Regions from separate parts of the Arachis hypogaea genome. Here regions 2 and 3 are each linked to region 1. Evidence: chromatin contacts called from public Hi-C data. All regions are on one chromosome and are shown on one strand. The core of a region is the stretch at or near the end of the contact, and the rest is flanking DNA. Distances in the headings are between cores, read along the strand shown. Region 1 holds the start of LOC112796534 (glycerol-3-phosphate acyltransferase 9). Region 2 holds the start of LOC112796536. Region 3 holds the start of LOC112796530 (potassium transporter 11).

Region 1 (4,304 bases), core at 1,186-3,685:
AATCAATACAAAAAGAAAGAAAACAGAATTAAATATAAGGATAAAAGCTTACATCTACAATAGCACCAGCTGCCTCAGATAAAGTAGGAGAAATATCGAGCAAATCATGCCTGAGAAGGTTTTCCAGAAGAGAACAAGATTAGTAACATTAAAATGTAAAATGGCATGCATCAAAATCTGTGTTCCCCAAAAAGATCAAATGAACAAAAAGCTGCACTCTTCATCCCAATTTTTTTTAGTGTACTAAAAATATAGCGTGAGCAAGAAATTAAAACAACAAAGCATACAGGCGAAGCTTTCCATGAGGTTCTTGTTGAATGGAGGATCCTGTTGGCAGGTAATCTTCTATGTTGGGTCGATCAAGATCCAATTCAGAACTAGAAGACTTGAGTGTCCCAGTGGTAGTCATCAGCTCTAAGTTCTTCTTTCTGCTGGTGAATTCTCAACGTGAAAGAGGTCAACTGTGGTTAAATACTTATATACTTTGGTTCCTGAAATCAACACAATTGCCACTTTAGTTACTAAAAGTTAGTTGTCTCAATCAGATTCTTAAAGAAGTGATAGAAATTTTAGTCAGGTATAAATTCTAAATGGAAGTAACCAGCAATTTCACATGCAGAGAGAAAAGAGAAAGCATGCAGTAAGGCTTCCATTTTCAAATTCAAGATAGTAACAAGCTTGAAGAAGCTCACCCATGAACATAACACCAGAAAAGCCAAATAGGTAATTCTATCCAATATCAAATTGCAGGAGAAAAAAAGTAGAAAAATACATAAATCCCTTGGCATCACCAATCTATGGTTCAACCAACTCCAAAATACACATTGAAACAGGTTAGCATCCGTTTGGAAAGTCAATTCCGGAGAGAATTGAATTCAATTCCATGATTTGGCATGACTACTCAATGAATCAAATATTTTAATTTGATATTTTATCCTTTATTAACAGAACTTTATATTTAATTACACACTCAACTATTTATCAAATAAAATAATATAATCAAAAGACACTTACATCACTAAATCAGGATGCTTTTCATTAACAGTAAAAGTATATAGTATAGTATGTTCACATGCACAAGTTAATGGTTACTTGGTTATTAGGCTTGAGTACAAGCCATCTCAATTCTCAAACATACAAGGAGTGAGACATCATAAGGAATTACCCATAGATGAAGAAGGTATATAGCAAAAGAATAAAGCTTAGTTCAAATACTGACACAGTAATTCCAGCCTGAATCAAGAAATAGGTCTCGATCAATCTGTCATATTCACAACCGTACAACTGAACACACAATTCCTAAGGTGTAAGAGTATGAAACATGAATAACACACTCTAGAGTCATTCATTTCTCACAAGACATACACCAACACAAAATAGAGGAAAAGCAGTACATATAACACAAGAAAGCAGTAGAATAATCAACAGCAGAAAAGAAAGTACAAAACTCAAAATAGGGAGGATCAACGTCTTCTGTTAAATATTTGGAACAAATGAGAGAGAAAGGGTTGAGAATCAAGATAAAGTAGGGATATTGTTTGGTACAATTAATTTTGTGGTAACTGATAAGGATATTATTTATTGGTATATCAACTTTTATGAATAAATCCATGATAATTTAATTCTCACTCGGATTAAAATCCATAACATTATTTGTTCCAGAGAAGAATCATAAATTGAATTCAATTCTATATTTGTAAGAAATTAATTCTTAATGAATGCTTGAATGAATCTCTACTCTCCCAAAGAGCTTCAACGGTGTCACAGAATCCCCCTTCATAATAAGAGTTCCAACAATCAATTTACTTAGTTACTTATAAAAAGAGAAACAAATCCAGAAAAAAAAAAAGAATCAGTCAGGCATTTGATCAAACAGGTGGAATCATACACAGAAATGAGAAGAGAAACATCAGATTCCAAAAAAGCATCACGATTCACGAATCGTTAATTTCAGATCTTGTAAAGAACGCAATCATTTGATAAAAATCAGTTAGCTTTGCATGTATCAAATTGACAACAACTATAACAATGATTGAGCAGCGGAGCAAAAAAAAAAGTACAAGAACCAGATTGCGATTGAAATTGAGATTGAGGAATAAGCTAACCTTGAAAAGAGTAAGTTGAAACTTGAGAAGAAGATAGAGGATTGTAGATAGGAATAGGTTAGTGAAAGGAAAAGTTGAGGTGACTGTTGAGTGCCACGGCAGTGATGAGAATCTAGAACTGGTGGCGTGTAGAACAGTAGATGGTGGTGTTGCAGCACTTTCTTGTCTTGAATCTGTATTAAGGTAAAATTACAAAAGAATCCCTGAGGTCCTTTGAATATGGGATTAAGGGTGTGTATAGTTTTGCATTTCAAAAGCGGGCAAGGATTCGGTATGCCGGTTTCCTTTGAGCACCAAAACGCCAAAAATTTGTTTGGCTTATTGGTGCGCCAAGGCATCTACAAATAAAAATTTTACTTTTTATTGGGGTTTATTTGGTAAGCATATTAAAAAAGAGGGGTCATATTATAATTTATTAACTTACACCTTTAGTTTTAGTTTTACAGTTTACTCATTAGATAATAGAGTTCTTATAGATGAACCTTATGCTTCTCATCTCCATTTTCTTTTAATCTCCATTTTTATTTCTCCCAATCTAAAAATAAGATTTAGGATGCTAAATGAAAAGAAACTGAAGTCTTAAACCTTTGAAGCTCTCTTGAATCATGCCCTGACACTCTTCCACGGCTGTGCCGCCATTGTTGGATGAGTCAGTGCCAGAAAATAGTTTGTCATTCGAAGTGGTTGTGTTACTTTCACATGGAGGTATTTAATGAATATTTTATATATAGTTAGTGAGAGTAAGATAGAAAAGGCGCCGCACGGGACAGTGCAGATCTGGGCAAATGAAAATGTTGCCTAGTAGTTGACGATGGGGGCACTATGATGGCGGCCGCAGCGCAGATCTAGATTGTGTTTCTTTCAAGCTCGTCTCCGACCAGATGGTTGATGCTGGGGTGCGCGAGGTTGTGGCGGAGATTAGGAAAAAGAGGGAGGAGTTGAGGGTGAAGAGGGAGGTGAAGGTGACATTTAACATAACAGGGAATACTTAACTCTAATTAATTTAAATTTATATATTATTAATCTTTGAATATTAACCCATTATATTTTTGATATAACAACAATAACTATGAAGAAAATAATATTTTCAAAGTAACTCCACTGACATAAAAGCTACAAAAAAAATACTAACTAGCCAATCACATTAAATTACATTTAGAATGATCTTGACCGTTGGACTAAAAAAACATAAAAGATCTAATGACTCCTCAATAAAAATGCGCACCAATAAGCCAAACAAACTTTTGGCGTTTCAGTGCCCAAAAGACGTTGGCGTACTGAATCCGTGCCCTTCAAAAGCGCATAGTTTTGCTTTTAAAAAACACAGTGCACTATCAATCTTTTTTGTATGGCTATTTCTCTTCTTTTTAAAAGCAAACTTGATTATATGTTTTAACTTCTGTTTATCACAAGGAATCAATTATCAATTGTAGCTTTTGCCTTAGATTATTAGATTGGAAAATAATTAAAAAATTTTATTTATTTATTTATTGTTAATTTTACCATTCAATTTAATTTGTAATAACAGATATTATGAACAATTATAAGAATTTTTGCATTTGTTTTTTTATGATTATGCTTTATAAATAATTTTTTATACCGTTATTTTTAGTATTTTCTCTTAAGTTTTATTTTTTACCAATTTTTTTTTCTTGTTCATGGTATAGATATTGTTGTTTTTTTAAGTATTCTTTTATACATATTGTTGTATTTTTTAATAAAATTTTTAGTATTCATTATTCATATAATTTTTTTAATTATTTTTATTGATTTTTTTTTTATAGAACATTGTTATTTTTTGTTTGACCTTGTATCATTTTTACTGTATATTTTTTTATTAATATATGCTTATTTACTATTGTTATTTTTTTATAATATAAATTACTAATTCTATTAAAAAGACCAAATTGAATGCAAAAATAGTACTAAAAATTATGAATGAAACTCAAATTCAAGATCTTTAAATGAGAATAGAAAAATTATACCATTTGAATTATAACTCATTAACATCTAAACATGCTTTTGAATCATATAATCTAAACAATATTCATTTTACCATAATCTATTTTGATATAAAATTACCAAATATAAATTACGATTGATACCAACTCATTTCTAATCATATCAAGTTTGTAAAATCAATTTAATACAAATTTTTATTTACAAATTTTAATCCAAACATACACTAAGTTATTTTAT
Region 2 (3,935 bases), core at 1,177-3,676, 150 kb after region 1:
ATAAAAGAGATAGAATGAGTAAAGGAATGAGAGAAACAGAGAATGAAAGAGGAGGAGGAGAAAATTTTTTAATTTTGAAAAAAAGAATTAATTTTAATTATAATAAAAAAATGACATATAACATATTTTAATTATAAAATTAGTAATATATAATAGATATATAATAGATAATAGATGTATTCTTTATAATATTTATATTAAAATGTCTGCCTTAAATAGAAACTAAAAAAATACAAGCAAACAAAAATATTCTGCAGACCTTAGTATCTTGAAATTTTAGAGAATAATGATTTTTTTTTAATTCTTTTAGTGCTAGTAATTAAATGGATCTATTACTAAAGAAATATTCTATCTCTAAACCCCCTTTTTCAAATTTTTAAAAAAAATTACTATTTATAAAAAAAATCGTTTGATATAAATTTGCCAAATGTTTAAACTGGGAAGGTCTCATTTTTTTAAATGTTTAATTGCTTTATTGGTTCAAATAATTTTCACAAATTTTTAATCAAGCCTTTATAATTTAAAAATTTATAATTGAATTTTTATATTATAAAATTTTTATTATTTCCTTGTTAGTAGTTCTCCTTTAAAAAAAGAAAGGACAACAATCTTAGAATATTCATTTTTATATTATTTCACAATTTATCCTACGTACTGAATGTTCCAAGAATATTTCATATTTTTTTAACAAAAATTGGTTAATAAAGACTAAATTAAAATTTTTTTATCTTGCATACTTGACTCAATAATAAACTTTTAAATTATAAAAATTGAATAGAATAATAAACTATAATGTCAATAAAATAATTAAATATTTCTTTAATTATACACATAAAAAATTGTATTAAAATTTAATTTTAAAATTTTTTTGAGAACATATATCTAATATTTTGTGATAACTACTATGTGTTGACTATTTTTCTTTTTTCATATATGTTCATTTGTTATCTTTTTTAATGTTGGATCTGGACTCCAGAAAAAACATCTATATAATCTCTACTTTAGGACATTCAAAATTTCACATTTAGATTATCCAAAAGTTATATATATGCATGCATGCGTTCTTTAATAAATGAGAATAGAATATTCATCATCATTATCATAGCAATGACTACTATTTGAATTTATTTCTTCTTTGTTTCTCTTCAACTTTTTGTTCTTCTCTTTCGAATCTAACTTACTCGCTATGAATGAGGGTGAATTTTTGTCAAAAGCTGAAATTGAGAGTTTTTTAGTATAAAAGGAATTGATTTGGCGAGCTAACAAAGAGCCATAAGGATAATACTATATGTTCAAGTGATTTTAGTAATCAAATGCAACTAAATTATCAAATAATTTATTCAAAAATTTTATGTGTTTATAGTTATAAAATTTCTATATTTATCGTCAATAATTTCGTAAACATCATTTTGAAACAATTAATTTAGCGTCAAATAACACCAAACATAACAAAGAAGGAAAAAAAAAAGCAGTAATTAAGTGACAACCCCAAAATCCCAAAATCAAAAGGATGTACTTGCAATAAGCTGAAAAAGAAATGATTAATAGTTCTAATTCATAAGTTGATCGCGAGTTTAGTATTATCAAATCCCACTGTATAGAGAAGGTAATAAAGGAACATATTGCTGGCAAAGAAGAGTTTTTTTTCTTTTTTTCCTATTGAAATTTTTAAAACGACAGGTTAATGATTAATTCATTGTGAATCTGAAATTCAAATCCTAACACAAACTAGTGAACTAATTAACTACTGTACTAACTAAATTTGACTACTATAAAAGAAGAGTTTGAAGATCCAAATTACCTTAGGCATTTCAGTTAATGCCCCGTTTCAATAAAAAAAAATACTACTATACGAATTTTTAAACGTGGTTGCTACCCCTGACCAAAAAAAAAAAAAGGAAAACGTGGTTGCTAGTATGGTGGAACCCACACTAGCAGATGGATTCCAATTCCATGGTGGTTATCTTTTGCCATAAAAATAGAAAAAACGAAACTGAAAGTAAAGTTTAGTTTGAATGGCAGGATTCCTCCTATGAAGTTGTCAATCTGCACAGAAACAAAGACGTCGAACAACACCAATACTCTAATATTAAAGTGTCTAATTAAGTAGCCGGAAATAATGTGTAGATGTAAATCGTTGAGAAAACGTACCCAAAATGTGAACAGTAGTTAAATTCTTGAAGGAGCTGAGGTATAGAGCAGGTGGACTCTTCAAAGCTGAAGAGGGAGAGGAAGAATAAGCGAAGAAGAAGAAGGAGAAGGAAAAAGTAGTTGGATTCTTTACTTGTGCAGCCGCGGGTTTGAGTTGAGAATGGAATAATAACTCACCACAATCTAAATAAATAAATAATGATCGTTGCGTTTAGGGGTGCTCAAAATTAATCCAATTCGAATAAAACTAACTAATCGAACCAAAAAAGTTGATAACCGAATAAATAGAAAATTGAAAAAACCAAAAAAATGATATTTTGTAATTATTTTTGCAGTTCAATTTGGTTTTTATTTTAATAAAAAAAATTTAATCAAATCGAACCGATTTTTTTTAAAAACCCTAAATTAAACCAATCCCATAACCTTAACTCCCCTAGTCCTTTTGTTATGATGAGCTATGTGCTCATATTTTTTTATTTGTGCTATATTATTATTATTATGTTTTTGCTTTTTAATTTTAGGTTAGTTTATTTAAAGATGTTTAGTTGTTTTGCTGTAGAGAATACTAAAATGTAGTTGTTTTTTATTGAAAATTTATTTTTATTTTTTTTTTGTTGTATTAACTAATTGAATTTTTAATGATTTTAATTATTATTGTAATTTTTTTGGTGTTGAATCTCATTATGTCAAGATTTTTATTAATTATTAATTTATTGTGTTAGTATGATTTAATGCTATAATTTTATGAAATAATATAGTAGATTTTTGTTTGAATTAATTAAAAAAATCGAACAAACCCAATAAAATCGAATAAATTGAGTCAAATCAAACCAATTTTAATCAGTTTGATTTAGTTCAAATAATCTTAATAAAAAAATTAAACGAAACCAAACCGTAATTTTAATAAACGATTCGAATCGAATGATTTTTTTTTAAATAACGAATTAAACCGTACTACTGCAAACCCCTAGCTGCTCTATACTAAGCTAACATATACAAGAGTCGTCCACCAAGTGAATTGATAATAAATCCGACAGCGTGAAGATACATTATTGTTGTTATTAGTCGTCAACTCAAATTATTATAGAGTCAACCACTAAGTTCCTCGCTCTCCTACCACTTATAAGTACTAACTTTAGTTAAAAGATTCTTATCAACATGAGAATTAGTCTTTCTTCTTTAACTATAGAAATGATGGAGATACTTTAGTTCTTATAGTCGACACGGATCTCATGATATTTAAATAATATGAATACTAAAATATTTAAAAGGTATTTTATATATACCCTTCTTTTTAATATTTTTGAAGAAGAAAAACACGTTTAAAAACGTAGGATAAATTTATATTTAGTTAGATAACATGAATTAACCTCTTACATACTTTTGGATTTTTAAATAGTACAGTTTTAGCATTTCTTCTATTGTTAGGTTTTAGCCAGGGGTAGTCCTCGAGACTGTTGCTTAAGATGTCGGCCAATGAGATATGAGATTATGGTGGTGGTAGTGATGAACAGAAAATTAGAAGTAGTGTTGAAAAAAGAGTAAATTATTAAAATAGTGTCTAAAAATTTATGTTCTTAATAAAATAATTTCAAAAAATATGAACAGTAACTAAAAAATTTTCTAAGAAGCATTTAAAATCTTTAAAAGTGAAATTAGGATAAGAATTTTAAAAACTTTGTAAAGATAAAATTAAGTTTAAAGAACTTTTTCGTTATTCTATCAAATAATTGTTAAAAAGTCTAGTGTAACAAATGTCAGTCCATTTTATTATTTCGTTGATA
Region 3 (4,118 bases), core at 1,196-3,695, 190 kb before region 1:
TGTCTCGAACTAGAACCGGCTGCCGTACCTGGAGTTTGGGTATTCCGGTTCGAACCTCCTATGTTAGAGACCACATCAATCAGCTTTGCCAACAACTCAGCTGTCCTAACTTCGGGATACTGCCGATGACAATGGAACAGGACCTCCAAATCCTCGTCACTCCCTATAACGAACGAATCGTACTTCATGTCATCTCGCAACACTGAGATCGGAATGCGATAGAATAACTTCTCAACCCGTTTTACGCCTTGCAGCCCAAGCTTTTGTATTATAGAATTTAGGAAGTCATTGAAGCTCATTGTAGGTCTCATAAAAATACTGAGGGGATCCTTATTAGTGAACTTCACACCAGAGCGTGTTTTTTTCTTATGGACCCTCTGTAGTGCACCAACACTAAAAAACTTTCCTCACTAGCCATTATGTTTCACTTTAATGAGAGGAATTCATGTTCACACCATACTTATACACGTATGGGGCCACATAATTCGAAACAACCAACTTCGAATTATATATATATATAATTCGAATCAACTAGCTTCGAACTACATTTTGAATTCCTTCCTTCATAATTCGAATCAGTGTGATTCGAACTACCATAAGTCAACCTACATGCATAATTCGAAAGAGTTAAATTTAAACTACTTAGGACTTCATGCATGCATAATTCGAGTTGACCAAATTCGAATTACACTTCCCTATTAATTCGAATTGATATGATTCGAATTACATAGAAACTTGCTTTTGGGTGAACCACATTACATTTTTCGCTTTGGTAGAATTCTATACTTTTTTCAACCATTTGGTTTAATACCGTGCTTTGTCCTAAATTTTATAAATTTTTATTATAAATAAGATTTGTGATTTTTTGTATTTTAATATATATTTATATATGGATGCCTAATTAGAGATATTTATGTATATATAAATTATAAGATATTTATAATCATTTTTAGTTTGGAACAATCTAATAAATTTTTATTTTTAATATATTTTATTAAAATATCTAAATAATAAGAGAAAAGATATGATAATTAATATTTTTTTAACTAATAAGATTATTTATAGAAAAAGTAACAAAAATCATATAGATAATTAACTTTCCCTTTTTTTGGCGATGAATTGCAATATACATTAATAGTATGAGTCACCCAAATATTTATTAAAAAGTAATTAATTAATTATTAGCAACAACATGCATGATTAGTGGTAGTACTGGTGGTAGTACAATTTTTGATAATAGTAGTAGTAAATTGCGATACTTCAGCATTGACATTTAAGGGTTTGACTGTGATGGAAACACTACTAGAGTTGTGCTCCTGCTTCTGCTTATTTCACAAAGCATAAGGAATATAAAAATAAAATAGATAAACAAATAGACAAGAACCGAACTTATCCCATTACGGTCCCTTTCGTGTCGAGTGTATAAACCGCAAAAAATATTATTAATAATTGAATAAAAACAACAACATAATTCTGAAAAACGAATCCGCTAAAGAACTACACCAGGTAGTTCTCGTACCTAACTTATTTAATACTATATCCGTTTCGTAATATTTATTTCTTAAACCGACTAAGAAAAATAAAAAACTATATTTTGATAATAATAAAAAATTAATCTGATATAAATAATTAAATATAGAAGTTTTAATAATACAACTATTATTATATTTGTTTCCCATTTCCAACCTACATTTTTTTTAGATAAATTTTAGGTAGCTTAATATTATTTATTTATTATAAATGACAAAGATTTTAAAACTTTAATAAGGAAAATGAAACAGATATTATTTAAAAACATTTATAATAACTATTATATTTAAAATATTCATAAATTATAAAAAAGTTAAATAATAAACGGCCACAAATATTTAATTTATAAAGGAATATCTACAAAGTAGATATGGAAGTTCAAAACTAATCATTGGTATCATGTCAAAAAAAGGTAACTGTGGTTATCATATTTATACTATTTTTAGAATATCATTAAGTTTGTATTATTTTTTTTCGTTCTTTCATTTTTTTTATCACGATATTAAAATTAAATTCTTTATCTATATTTATATTATATATAATGAAAATATGAGAAGTGGTGGTGCATAATTTTCTTTTATAAAATATCCTACATCTATGCATTTATATTATATAATATATGGAATATAAAAAATGATTGGAAATATAACTTTTTAGTAAATATCTTTTATATTATATAATATATTTTCTTTTAATTTTTTAAGATTAAATCCAAAATATCTTAATTAAATTATAAAATTTTATTATTTTAAATAATTCTCTTTTTTTTTTGGTGACTAAATAATTCTCTTTTTGTTAATAAGTTTACACGTATTTAATTAAAAATAAATGAATAAAATCAAAGATGACAAAAATTGACGGAAATGATCTGAGTTTACCGCGCCAAGTGCCAACTATAATATGAAAAGACAAAGAGAGAGAGAGTAATTTTGAAAGTGGATCTCACGTAACTGACGTAAGAGCGAGTGTATATTTTTTTTTTTTACTGAGAGTATTTTCAGCACCGCTTATTATGAATTTTATTCAAGAATTTATTACTAACGAATAACATTTTATATACACAGGATGAAATTCAAATTTTATTATCTATTTAAATAGACTAAAAAAGTTAATTCCTAAACCAACTAAAATTGATGAGTGTGTATATTGGTCAGAAGAGAGTGTGTGATGTTTTCAGCAGAAGCGGACAGAATATGCGCCGAGAGAGAGATGAACAAGGTACTTCTCTTCTTCTTCTGACTCCTATCATGTGTTGATATCTTACGTTCCCCTATTGGTTCTCTCTTTCTCTCTCTCTCTCTCTCTCTCATAAACCGACCTTCGCCGCCGTCGCGCTTCATCATTGTTTCCTACTTCGTAAAAACCTTCCCCTTTTCTTCTTGTTTTTCGTTTCGTTTCTTTGCTTCAATACTTTAAGTCGAAAGGTACCAGGTGAGGTGTGTGAGAGAGGGAGTTGGTTTTTCAGGTGCGGAATTATTTTTTTTTTTGAATGATTTGCATTTCTGAGTTATTTCTTCTTCTTGCTGTTGAGAATTTTTCTATAGCTGTCTGAACTTGAGCTAGAATTTTAATCTCTGTCCATGTCTTGATTTTTCTTAATTTATTTTATTCAGAAAATGATATATCAATCACAAAGCTTCAAACTTCTTCTTTGTCTTTTTTTTTTTAAATATAAATTTTGCGGATAGAACAAAATATGCAATCCTAAATTCCAAAACAGCTACTTTTGTGCAAAGTTTGAGGTTTAGTATTTTTGGATTGTGCTGACGTTTGATTTACTGTGAAAAAGCTGAGCTGACGTTTGATTTATCGTAAAAAAGTTGAGGTGGTACCAATCTATTATGGCGTTTACCCCATTCCTATAACCCGAGGCTGTCAATTTTTGACTTTCTTTGTTACTTGTTGACATGGAATCACAAAGTGAACTCCTGAATAATTCAATTTTGCTTTGTCTTTTTGGATTTTATGAGTTTGGTTTTTGGATCCTGTGTTTGGAATATGCATAAACTTACCAAGCACTTTTCTGTTCTCAAAGGCATAGGTCTTGTTATTGAAGTTTTGATAAAGGAAAAAGAAAATGGCTTCAAGATTAGGTAGTGATGATGATGCTGATAATAACAAAGGAAGCATGTGGGCTTTGGAGCAAAAGCTGGATCAGCCAATGGATGAAGAAGCTGCAAGGCTAAAAAATATGTACAGAGAAAAAGTAAGATATGCAAACTAATTTTTCATGTTCTTCTTTCTCTTTCTAATTTACTGAATTGGAATTCTATTTGTTTTCTAGGAAAACTGAAAAAGTATCCAGTCTTTCCTAATTAGTAATTAGCCTTTAATTAACTTTCTTAATTAATTTATGGAATTGAGAAATTAATGGTATACAATTGAATAAGTGCCTTATTTATACTTTTGTTTTTTCCAATTGTATTTTTCGTATTATAGGAAAAAGGATACAATTGGGAAAAAATGCTATTCTTACTACGTTTTAGTGATATGCTGTTTTAACTTGGTAGTATAGTAGATATGCTTGTGCATACTTTGAAAAGTGTTGTGTCGAAAATTCTAGTAAAACATGTAAATATTTTATTAGA

What was found. Hi-C and Micro-C count contacts between places; a contact is called where the count stands out from the background.
Region 2: a contact with region 1 is called in a Hi-C map of leaf, with 2.2 times the contacts expected there. The contact joins the promoter of LOC112796536 here to the promoter of LOC112796534 in region 1. A contact is called at or near these places in 2 of 8 Hi-C or Micro-C datasets (both in leaf).
Region 3: a contact with region 1 is called in a Hi-C map of leaf, with 4 times the contacts expected there. The contact joins the promoter of LOC112796530 here to the promoter of LOC112796534 in region 1. A contact is called at or near these places in 5 of 8 Hi-C or Micro-C datasets (leaf and an unstated tissue).

Annotation. Positions count from the first base shown.
Region 1 is chr4:23,540,968-23,545,271 of arahy.Tifrunner.gnm2.J5K5, forward strand. It overlaps LOC112796534 (glycerol-3-phosphate acyltransferase 9), which reads right to left and starts at 2,436. Exons shown (of 13, transcript XM_025839019.3): 1 at 2,106-2,436; 2 at 288-491; 3 at 53-110. The coding sequence starts at 409.
Region 2 is chr4:23,694,287-23,698,221 of arahy.Tifrunner.gnm2.J5K5, forward strand. It overlaps LOC112796536, which reads right to left and starts at 2,427. Exons shown (of 7, transcript XM_025839024.3): 1 at 2,152-2,427.
Region 3 is chr4:23,348,523-23,352,640 of arahy.Tifrunner.gnm2.J5K5, forward strand. It overlaps LOC112796530 (potassium transporter 11), which reads left to right and starts at 2,446. Exons shown (of 9, transcript XM_025839015.3): 1 at 2,446-2,748; 2 at 3,566-3,736. The coding sequence starts at 3,608.